Regions from separate parts of the Ovis aries genome. Here region 2 is linked to region 1. A link is a contact called in public Hi-C data. All regions are on one chromosome and are shown on one strand. Each heading gives the region's core, a stretch centred on a gene start, on an enhancer-like site or on the middle of the called end of the contact. The rest is flanking DNA. Distances are from core to core; before and after follow the strand shown. Region 1 holds the start of CTNNA1 (catenin alpha 1). Region 2 holds the start of MATR3 (matrin 3).

Evidence for each region. A called contact is a pair of places that touch in the nucleus more often than the background predicts.
Region 2: a contact with region 1 is called in a Hi-C map of tail adipose tissue, with 4 times the contacts expected there. The contact joins the promoter of MATR3 here to the promoter of CTNNA1 in region 1. A contact is called at or near these places in 6 of 16 Hi-C or Micro-C datasets (hypothalamus, mesenteric adipose tissue, muscle and 2 more).

Annotation. Positions count from the first base shown.
Region 1 is chr5:47,580,566-47,586,237 of ARS-UI_Ramb_v3.0, forward strand. CTNNA1 (catenin alpha 1) reads left to right here and starts at 2,801. Exons shown (of 21, transcript XM_060415818.1): 1 at 2,801-2,851. It overlaps HSPA9 (heat shock protein family A (Hsp70) member 9), which reads right to left and starts at 2,403. Exons shown (of 17, transcript XM_004008840.5): 1 at 2,221-2,403; 2 at 823-881; 3 at 470-557. The coding sequence starts at 2,301.
Region 2 is chr5:48,247,417-48,253,088 of ARS-UI_Ramb_v3.0, forward strand. MATR3 (matrin 3) reads left to right here and starts at 2,942. Exons shown (of 17, transcript XM_060415830.1): 1 at 2,942-3,066; 2 at 4,575-4,613.

The DNA of each region.
Region 1 (5,672 bases), core at 1,551-4,050:
GAAAAAAATTTTTTAATCACCAAAAAGGAATTAAAAGATCCAGGTGCTTCAAATACTACTGAGGAGAACCAAGTGGGAATAAAGATTTTAAGAACAGAATAGGTAGGATTCAGGAGGAAGAGCCTCTACCACAGCAGGAAATAAAGAACATTATTTACTTATGACCCAGCCTTTGCATTATTTGGAGCTCCACTTGCTTCTAGACTGTTTCTGCACCTTTAACTTTTGTTTAACTGACTTATAAAAAGGTAAAATTTTATTATTTCTGTACTAGGACACACCTAAATCCTGGGAAGTTAAATCCATTTGATTATTACCAGCATAAATTAAGCACAAAGATGCACCTCAAGAGAGTCTTAAGAATTTAAATGCAACCTTTAAAATGTCCCTTATCTAAGCCAAAGGACACAGAATTCTGAATTGTCTACTAGCTACCACTACATGGTCCAGAGCCTCCAATTATGCTCACCTTTGCTTGTTTACCTTCCATAACTGCTACACAGGAGTTGGTAGTACCCAAATCAATACCAACAACTGCTCCCTTGATTGCTTCTGATCTGTAAGACATTTAAAACAATGCTACGGTCAGTTAACAGTGGTCTCCAAAATGGTGGTAAAAAAGACATATTTTACAATATGAAGGTAAACCTTGAAGAAGGTTTGCTAGAAAACAATTATTTGCTAGTGTGGTGAAATAAACACTCTATTAATAAATATAACAGTGGTTTTTTTCCTGAACAAAATAATCATAAATTTAGAGACCATTAGTCTGGGACTTAATAGTTATCATCTTACTATTAAAGAAAATGAAATTATACTTACGCATAGTCCCGCCTTGAAACAATTCTAAAAGCCTCATGACTAAGGCCATTCCAGCCATCCTTAAAAAAAAAAAATTGCATCAGCCATCAGCTACACATGAAAACTTGGGCTTGTTTTAACTATTCTTCTGAAGAATATGTGAACGTTTGAGATTTTCATTCTGAGTGGCTACCATGCATAAAGTTCTTCGAAATTGTAAAATATTTTATATATAACAGGCATAACGGTACTGACACAGCAATCAAGTCCAATAAAGTATAAATTTTCCAAATAAGTCAAACAAACAAGTACATGTAAAACTGTCCTGAATTACATTAACAAAAGGTTTCTCAATTTCAGCATTATTGATTTTGAACAAAACTTTTGTTGGGAGCTGGGCTGTTCACTGCAGGATGTTCAGCAACAATTTGGACCTTTACAACTAGAACCTAGTAGTAGCATGGTTACCCAGACTGTAACAACCAAAGTCTTTTTCAAACACTGCCAAACATCCCCTGGAGAAGCAAAAATACATTACAAAATAACTACTCAATTTCACTGTCACAGCAGTGTCCACTTAAGATCCACACATGTGTGTGTTGCAAATATAGATTTAACTTAATCTGAGTCATTTCCCCTGATGTTGCCAAGCTAATGCTTTAAGGGGAATAGAATTAGCCACCTTCTTAAGTCAGTTTGGGGTGGGGGCGGAATGTGGAGTAGGGGGGGAAAAAATGTCAGGACTGGCCTCTGATCAGGATCAAAGACCTCTGTTACATTCTCACCTCAGGCTATTGCAAGTTGTCCTTTACTCAACCTGAGCGCAAAGAAACACAATTACAAAAGATGTGTTTCTACTCTTACACGATAATGAGCAATCACTCCATGCCCTTTTCCTGATTTGCTTATTTTTTTTCTGAAATAACGGAGATGAAGATTCTGGGAAAACCACTATTACATGTTCGCAAACGAGAAAATCAGAGCTTGACTTTTAATTTATTGCTCGGATGCTCTTTCTTCCTTCGTCATATCATAGTAACGGGGTCCTTGCACACTCCGGATTTTAGAAGACTCCTTCTACCCGTAAGCGAAAATAAAAACTATAATAGCTATTCCTTCCCTATAGACTACGACCTCAAGGCCCAAACTGCGTAATCCGTATCAAAAAGCCTATCAGAACGACTACCAGCTACTTGGTGAAATATAACAGTGAAATTAAACTCTACGCTCCCAAGGAGTGTGACTCAGCAAAGAGAGAAAGGCAAAACCCTGAATTAATCCTTGAATCAGCAACACTGAATACTGTATTTTCCATCGCTCCTCTTTCCCGGAGGATTCTGACCCCGAAGGCCGCGCGCGGCCTGCCGCACTGAGTCCCAAGACCGTGAGCCCCTCAGGGAGGGCCCGGCAGTCCCTTACTTGGTGGCGGGCGGCTGTGGGGCCCCGGGAGGCTGCGGTGCCGACGAGACGGGATACTGCGGCTCGGCTGGCGCTTATCATGGCTGCTAGACGGTGGAAGTACGAGACAGCAAAGAGACGCTCGGACGGTCGAGGGTAGCGCGGCGCAGAGGTGCTAGCGATTCTGGAAACCTCCTACCACGTGGGGTGAGGGGCGGGGGTTGACCGCTGAGGCCTGGAAGCCCGCTCATCGTCTGAGGCGCCGCCCGTGCTGCCTGATCAGAGAATACCTGGTATGCCGCGCCCAGAGGCAGGGCCTATGGCTAATACGCTTCGAAGCCTGATAGTTGGGAACAATATGTCCTTCTGCGCCTGCTGCAGAAGGTCAGGGCTCCATGAGAGACGGGAGGTCTAAGAGCGGTATAAGGCAGAACTGTGGACAACCCCGGTCCTTGGAAGCAGGAAGGACTCAAGGTCACACGGGATAAACTGCGAACAGATTACAGCCTCCTTGCGTCAGTTACGCGAGAGGAGGGGTCTGTTGCGCTTGCGCAACTGGCTGCCCGCCGAGGGCCTGGAGCGCATGTGCACAGGGAGTAGTGAAAAACGGGGTGGAGCCTGACTGCCGCTGTCATAGGGTGCTCCAGCTCACGTGAGTTTCGTCCTCCCCACCCCCGTTTCCCTGGGAGATCCTGGCGGCCGCAGGGTCCGCTCGAGTTGACTTTTCCTTCTGGAGGAGGGCGCCATTTTGTCCTGCGTTTTTGTTCAATGTAAACCTGGGGTTTAAAACCTTTGTTGCTCACCCTTGTCCTTTGTCTTTTGACTGCCTGTTGCTGTTGCAGTAACTTGAAGTACACCTGCATGTGGAGACGTTAGGCGAATTTTTTCTGTGTTTTAGGACAGGGACCTTGGGTTTTGAACTACTGAAGAAGACTTTAATTCATACAAAGCATTGGGTTACCTTAGGCTAATTATCGTGCAGACCATCTAGAGAAAAGCATATCTGAGCTCAAGATCCTACTACTGGGCCTTTCTGAGACTCAGAAACCAAGCGGGCCCCTGTGGGGCCCACCTGGGCAGGAAAGCCCTTCTTTCCCCCCTGTTGCTTGTTTATAGACTTCTTTTAGCTTCTTTGGAATTCAGTCGAATTCCAGATTTCAGCAGTTGCTTATTAGGGGACGGAAACAAAAGAGGCATAGTCAAGTAAAAATAGCACAGCACTGGGGCACGGTCTTGGTTCCTCCTCAGGGAGTGTGTGGTCAGCTGTGTCTTAGTGACTCCACAGACTGTAGCCCACCAGGCTCCTCTGGAATTTTACCAGGCAAGAATGCTGGAGTGGGTTACCATTTCCTTCTCTGGGGGATCTTCCTGACCCAGGAATTGAACCCCTGTTGCTTGCTTTGGCAAGCTTGGTCTTTACCACTAACATCACCTGAATATAGTAGTATTTATGAGTTCTATGGGAATTAGGCCCTGCCTAGATAGAGAATGGTAACTTAAACTTGAGGGCAAGATTCCTCACTACCAACCTACCAGAAGGAAGTCACATGCCTTGCAGCCCTCACCCCAAATTTTTCCTATAAAAACTTACTCTCTACACGCTCTCAGTTCAGGGATTTACTTAGAGCATGAGCCACCCTTTCTCCTTGCTTAACCCTGCAATAAAACCTTTCTCTGCTCCAAACTCCTGTTTTGGTTGGTTTGGCTTCACTGTGTGTCAGGCACACAAACTTGTATTCTGTAACAGGTCCTCAGGCCCATCTGGGAAACCTTGCTGCATGGGACAGCGGATGTCGGTTGTGTAATAAGATGCCAGTGACTTCTTAAGTCTCAAAGTCCGATTTCAAGAGAGAAAGATGCTCCGCTATTACAATGTGAGGACTTGTGAAGGAAATTTTGAGGCAGTTTGGGAGGGAAAGAAGACAGCTGAAGAGTTTACCTTGGAAGAGAGAGGGGAAGTGGGAGTAAGAAAATAAAGCTCCAACACTGTATTGTTTATAGGTTACACAGGTCCTTTTAAGAAGTACCGTCACACTCTTATTTATTATTTATTATTATTACTTGTCTACCTAGTGCTTTCATTTCTCTTGTTTTGTTAATTCCCTCAAAAGTAGATTTTTCTGCAGTCATCAAAGCGACAGTCTAATGACCCCTATTTTTAGGATATTTGTATACTAAAACAATACATTGATGCTGAAGAACATTGAGGGGAGAGATAAATTGGGAGCTTGTGGTTGAGGTATGCACACTATTATATATAAAATAGGTAACCAATAAGGACCTACTGTATAGCACGGGGAATGCTACTGGATACACTGTAATGACCTATATGAGAAAAGAATCTAAAAAAGAGTGGATATATGTATTTGTGGAGAAGGTAATGGCACCCCACTCCAGTACTCTTGCCTGGAGAATCCGATGGACGGAGGAACCTGGTAGGCTGCAGTCCATGGGGTCGCTTAGAGTCGGATACAACTGAGGGACTTCACTTCCACTTTTCACTTCCATGTGTTGGAGAAGGAAATGGCAGCCCACTCCAGTGTTCTTGCCTGGAGAATCCCAGGAGTGGGGGAGCCTGGTGGGCTGCCGTCTGTGGAGCCACACAGAGTCGGACTCCACTGCAGTGACTTGGCAGCAGCAGCAGCATATGTATTTGTATAGCTGATTCATCTGGTTGTACACCTGAAACTAGCACAACGTTGTAAAGCAACTATGCTCCAATAAAAATTTTCAAAAAAGAACATAGAAACATAGGGACGAATGATAAATAATATTAAACATGGAAGCAAAGTAGAAATTGAAAATTTCACATCCCTACCTTGCATATGACACGGAGGAGGGCAAGTGAGATAATTGGTATTAACTGCATCCTCTTCACATCTCTCTTTTATCTACTAATTCTCCTAAGAATTTGCTCTTTTTCCTTCTTGTTGCATACACATAAAAACCACTAAGTGTTAGTCAGAAGAATTCTGGAATCAAATAGTGTTAACTATTTGATTAAAGGCTGTGTGAGAGGATGATTCTGGGGATACACATATCGCTGAGGTTTTTGTTGGTTTCCCCAAGAGCCTGGTAAATACTCAATATGACCACAAGGGGGATTATTGTAGCTCTAGACATTATTCAAAGCAGTATCCTGAGAATGAGGCTGCATGTATCCTATTATTTGCCTGAGTGAAGGACAAGCTTTGGGGTTGGTTTGTAAATTCACATAGCCTGCAGCCTGAAGGCTGGCAGAAATGAGCCTGAGTCTAAAAAGAAATAGGATGCAAATGAATAAGACTGGGCAATTAGATCCATGGTTGGCTGGTACAATTCTTCATCATATAACACAGCGCTGTATTCCATTTCTCTGTTATCATTTCAGTGTCATACTGAAAAGTGAAAGGAGTTGGTACATAATTTTCATGTAGGTAATTGTTTACCAGGTATAACAGACAGCTGTCTAATACCTGTGCATATTATGTTTT
Region 2 (5,672 bases), core at 1,692-4,191, 670 kb after region 1:
GCTTAAGTTTTTCTGGGCTTCTCTGTTGGCTCAGTGGTAAAGAACTGCCTGCCAAAGCAGGAGATGCAGATTTGATCCCTAGGTTGGGAAGATCCCCTGGAGGAGGAAATGGCAACCCGCCCTAGTATTCTTGCCTGGAGAATTCCATGGACAGAGAAGCCTGGCAGGCTACAGTGCACAGGGTCACAAAAGAGTCAGACACGAGTTAGGGAGTAAACAACAACAAAAGTTTTTCCACAGACTAAAGGCAAGTGGAGGACATGGGGAGCAATGACCATAGGGTCCTACTCCATTTCAGCCTGGCTTCTTTAACATAATGTTTTCAAGGTTCATTTAGGTTGTATCATGTGAATTAGTATTCATTTCTTGTTATGGCCAAAATATATTTCACTGTATAGATATACCACATTTGTTTATTCATTTGTCGGTTAAATGACATTTGTTTCAACTTCTTAACTCTTAACAATTAATGCTATGAACATGTGTGTGCAAATTTTTGTGTAGATTTGCACTTTCACTTTCTTGGGTATATACCTAGGTGTGGAATGGTTGAGCCTTAAAGTAACTCTATGTCTAATACTATGAGGAACTGCCAGGCTGTTTTCCAAAGCACCTGCACCATTTCACATTCCTATCAGCAGTGTATGAGGGTTCCAATTTCTCTATATCCTTGCCAATCCCTATATGCCTTTGGGAAATAAGGACTACTACAGGGCCCCACTCTAACTTGGGTAGCTATTATAGAGCAGCACCAAGGGGTACAGGGACGCAGGAGGGATCCTTCTTCTACTCTAAGCCTTTACGGTCAGCCAGAGGGAATACTGATACCTTTAGTGCTCTCCTTGATTCCGCAGGCAAGGTTCTCTGCCCCCTGACATATGTCCAAGGATACTTATTTTACTTATCTTTCTTCCCCACTAGATTGTAAGCTTTAGGTAGGCTGGAATTTCCACTCCTCTGACTTTAACACAGTACCTGATCAGGATCTGGTAAACGGTAGATGTTCACTAAATGTTGATTGGCTGATTGACTAATTGAACAAGTGATTAAATATTTCTCTACTGGTGATTCTTGTCTAGAGAAGCGAGGAAAAGAGCAGTCTCAAGGGCAAAACACATCCAGTAAGGAAGCAAGATGGAAAGGATAAATGGAGGAGAAAGGGAAAGGCAGGCAAGAAGCTTGGAAACAAAAAAAAAAAAGAAGCTTGGAAACCTAGTGTCCTTTGGGGCCAGCTTTGCAATTATGAGGTCAAACTCGGGGCTAATGGACCTATTCTAATCCTTTGCATCTGGCTGCTTTTTTCTCTCAAAAATTTTCCCTTTTCTTTTTCATTATTATTCCTAACAATTTTGTCTTTATAAGAATAAGAAACAAACAGGTAGAAAAGTAGTTGATACTATAAGTAAAAGACCACATAATACAACTCACCAAAATGAATTCAGAACTTGAAAGGATGGAGATTAAGACTATAAACGATTTTTTAACCGGAAAATGAAGAAATCATAATCTAGGTTTTCCTCAAAAGGACACTGAATGGCCTATACCTTAAAAAGGTGACTCCATTTTCAATACCACATGAGAACATGGCCCATCTCTCAGCCTTACTTACTTACTTCCCTCTACACAAATTCTGCCTTCTCCTTGGACTGATCTGTGAATTCAGGTGACTCCAAGTTATTTGGTCCCTCTGTCCCCAAAGGCCCTGGTATCTCTGTTCTCAATTACTTCCTGTCTCTGCTCTGAAAGCACACATGCACACTTTCACACAAACTTCATCTTTCCTTTTCATGAATCCTCAGGGTAGCTGTCCCTTCTTCATTTTGTGTGTATGGAACAAAAGAAAGCAAAATACATGAGATGCCAATGCAATTTCTCCTTTAGCAGAGCTCTGCAGGACAATTACCCACCCAATCGGCCCAGTTTTACAGCTCTCATAACCATCTTTTATGAACACACTATGATAGCTGGATGTGGGCACTGATTAGGGCAGCAGTCTTCAGCCACATTCCTATTTAACTGCAAAGCAGATCTCCTGCCTACCAGCTCAGCACTGATCATGTGATGTTTTTAAATACTGTATTTATGTAAGCCTTTTTCCTACCAGAGACTGTGTCCAACTCCATCCATACTGGGGCGGGGCGGGGGGCGGGGCGGGGGTGGTGGTGGCGGTTTGTGTTTGCCACTTCAGGGCTCTCTATCCTTAGAGCCTAAAATTTTTTCCTGGAATCAATGTAGGACTCTAGGCTTTCTCAGCAGAGGTCTGGGAGGGTTGGGTTTATAGGAAGCACATTTTTTCCCCATTATGAAATACCTGAGGAAATTCAGATAATAAGACATGCTGGCAGATGACAAGGACTTTGGCTACTCCCAAGGGTTCACCTGACAAAGATGCCAGGTGCAACAGATGGGCAGAGCCAACCAGATGCTGGGGGTTGGGGGCAGGGAGATGCTAGAAACAAAGTGGCTTTAGACTTTGGAAAATTATAGAATGGATTTAGGAAGTACTGCTACTGGACCTTGCCTTTCTCATCCTCAGCTTCACCAAAATGTTCAGTAGGAGAGAATCATATTGACTTCAAGTAATGAGGGGAGGATTAGTGTTCAAAAGAAATGCTGATAACCTGGTGGGCAACCCGTCCAGACCAAAGATATGGCCTCTTTGGCTGACTGTGCCACGGTGGAAGGCAAGTTTGGCAGAGAAAGCCAGTACTCTTTAGCTGCTGCAGCTCAGCTAAAGATCCCACTCAGGGCCCCAGGGATGTGGTCCCGCTGTAGGAGCGACTAGCATAATCCGGGCGAAAACCTCCTGGAAAGATCCCCAAAACCAAGGTGACCTGTGTGCGTGGGCGATCCGTTGGCTGAGTGACAGAAATGCTGAAGAAAGCCAGGAAGAGGATCTGCGTGGGAGGAGGAAAAAGCGTGGGCTGAGCTTGCAGCAACCAAAAGGCGCCACATACGTGTGCGAGGAACCCGCGGCGCTCGGAGTGGGCTGACAGGAAGCACCGCCCCACTAGGACACATCAAGTTTTCTCTTAAGCAGTTTCAAACCCAGCGTGCTTTCCACGCGTAAGTACAAATGAGATGGCTGTCAAATAACCGTAGCGCTTGTTCGGAATTCTATCTTTTCTCTTCTTGGGTCTAGCTCCTGTGTAGAGTATGCCCATCTCTACCACAGCTCTCCCATTTTCCTAACGCTTTCCTGGGCGGGGTTTCTGGGCCCCGCCCACCGAGGGCCCGCCCAGTAGCCGCCCCGGGGCGGGGCTCCCCTCGGCGCCCGACTGCCCTTTTCCCCGGCGGTCTCTGACCCGGCTGCTGTGTCCCTACCGAGCTCCGGACACGTGCCGGTGAGTAAGGGCAAAGTGGGGAGAAGCCTTGGAGGTTTACCAGCAGGGGCGAGAGACAGTGGTTTGGAGGCTTCTTCCGAGGCACGGGACGAAACTGGGGCTCATTCCCTAGTGACCCAAGGTTTGGAGGGCATCTTGAAGAAATGCTGAGGGATCGCGCCCCAAGAGTCACCCCGTTTTCTACCATCCCTGCTGTCCCTGGAGAGTTGCCGAGAGTCGGTCTCGGGGAGCCTTGGTCCCCAGGCACTAGGGCCAGGGACTTGGGAAGGTTCGTGAGGAACACGTGGTCGGGTGGAGCTCTGTCAGTCCCTTCAACCCGAGCGCCGAAAGGGACAGGCTATTTTTAGATTCGTTTTTAGACCTGGACAATGAGCCCTCTATTTTCCTTTTCCTCTAATTTTGGAAACGTTTTGGAGTGAAATTAGAGGAAGGCTGGGAAAAAGTATTGTCTTAGATACTCTCACCTTATACAAACAAGGTAAATCGTAAGGGTGAATGGGAAGGAATGTTTATTAACATTTTTGCAAACATTTTGGTTATTGTTTTCAACCAGTAGTTGGGGTCGTTGGCAGGAATGGCAACCTAACTGCCGCTAGTTTCTTTAACATCCGTTACTGCATCCAGTTATTTTTAAAATGCTGCTTTTAAGAAATAAAATAAAATGCTGCTTTTATGGTTCAATAGATCACATAATTGAGGCCCTTCTCAATCTAGTTTCAACCAGCCTTTCCAATTTTTAGCGCCCATTGCTTTCCAAGGGTAAGTTCCCCTTCTGCTCACCAGTATTCATCATTTCTTTGCTTAGAGTAAGTTCCTGACAATAGCAAATGTTTAGTGCCCAGTATATAGCAGATATTATCTTATGCACTTAATTTATATTCCATTTAAACCTCCTGAACACCCGGTGTACAACACCCCCATTCTATAAATGAGACAGGTACAGAGGTTAAGTTATTTGCCCACTGTCACTTGGCTGTTAAGTAACAGCCAAGCTTCCTGATAACTTGTTGATGAAATCATTAATTTGCTACTGTTGAACTGCTGTTGTATGCAAGTAAGAATGACGAAAATAAAGCTAGCCAAAGGAAAGCTGTTTGTTTTATTGTTGACTATCATTTCTGTGGTTCAGGCCTCACTAAGTTAAGGGAGTTTTGAGGGTAGGGGTCTTAAACACCACACAAGTGTTCACTAACTGTTGGCTGTCTATAACCTGGAGTGCTTTGATTGCAGAGCATCCGGCTGTGAACTTTTGAGCAGATGCAGCCCCAGGTAAGTGCAGCCCCATTAACCTATCTTTGGCCCCAGCTGTAGGCAGCTGCCTAGGTTTCCGTGTACCTAGGCAAGTGTTACACTGCTGGGAGAACAGCAGCCGATAGCTGGTTGGCATTCTGGGCCTGGTTCATGCCTACTCTGTTGTTAACTATACCAGGATGCCAGCACAGTTGTTTTTCCATTGAGGTTAAATCTGCAAGCATGTGCCTTTGCAGGGAGAAACCTAACACGGAGAATGGTTCTGGTCTGACAGGTTTGACTAGTATGAAGTTCTTTGAATCATACCTTGGAAACAGAAGAAATAGAGGGATATATAAATAGAAAAAGTTGAGGCTTTTTTTTTTTAGTCTACTGAGTGCTCAAAGGGGACCATGGGATTTTTGCAGATTTCAATGAAATCAAAGTTCATAGCTCCCACTCCTCTACCAACACAGAGCTACTCAGGATAATCCCTTTGTAGAAAGATTTTATAACTGTAGTCACTTGTGAGAATGCCATACCTTACAAGGAATGTAGATGTGAATTTGCTTTAAAATGATGAGCATTCTTTAATCTCATTAATAGAATATAAAAATAGCAATTAATTGAGGGGCTCCAAATACTAGGTCTAGCTATAGCAATACTAATTTCTGCTTCAGGTTGACAGATTTCTACTTTTTGTTGGTATCTTCCCTTGTGGCTCAGCTGGTAAAGAATCCGCCTGCAATGTGGGAGACCTGGGTTCAATCCCTGGGTTGGGAAGATCCCCTGGAAGAAGGCAAAGGCTACCCACTCCAGTATTCTGGCCTGGATAATTCCATGGACTGTATAGACCATGGGGTTGCAGAGAGTTGGACACAACTGAGTGACTTTCACTTTACTGGTTTTCAGGAGTAAGCAGAGTTTTTGATTCTTTTGGAGCAGTAATTGAGTCCCCTGTGTGATTTTGTTTTGGAATCCTAATTTTCTGAGAAGAGATGCTTCTCAGTTCTAGGCAAGAGTGACGCTGCAGGTTATCCAATGGGGCAGACTTAGTTGCTGCTTTCAGTGAAAAGTAACATCTTAGTTTCTAAGAAG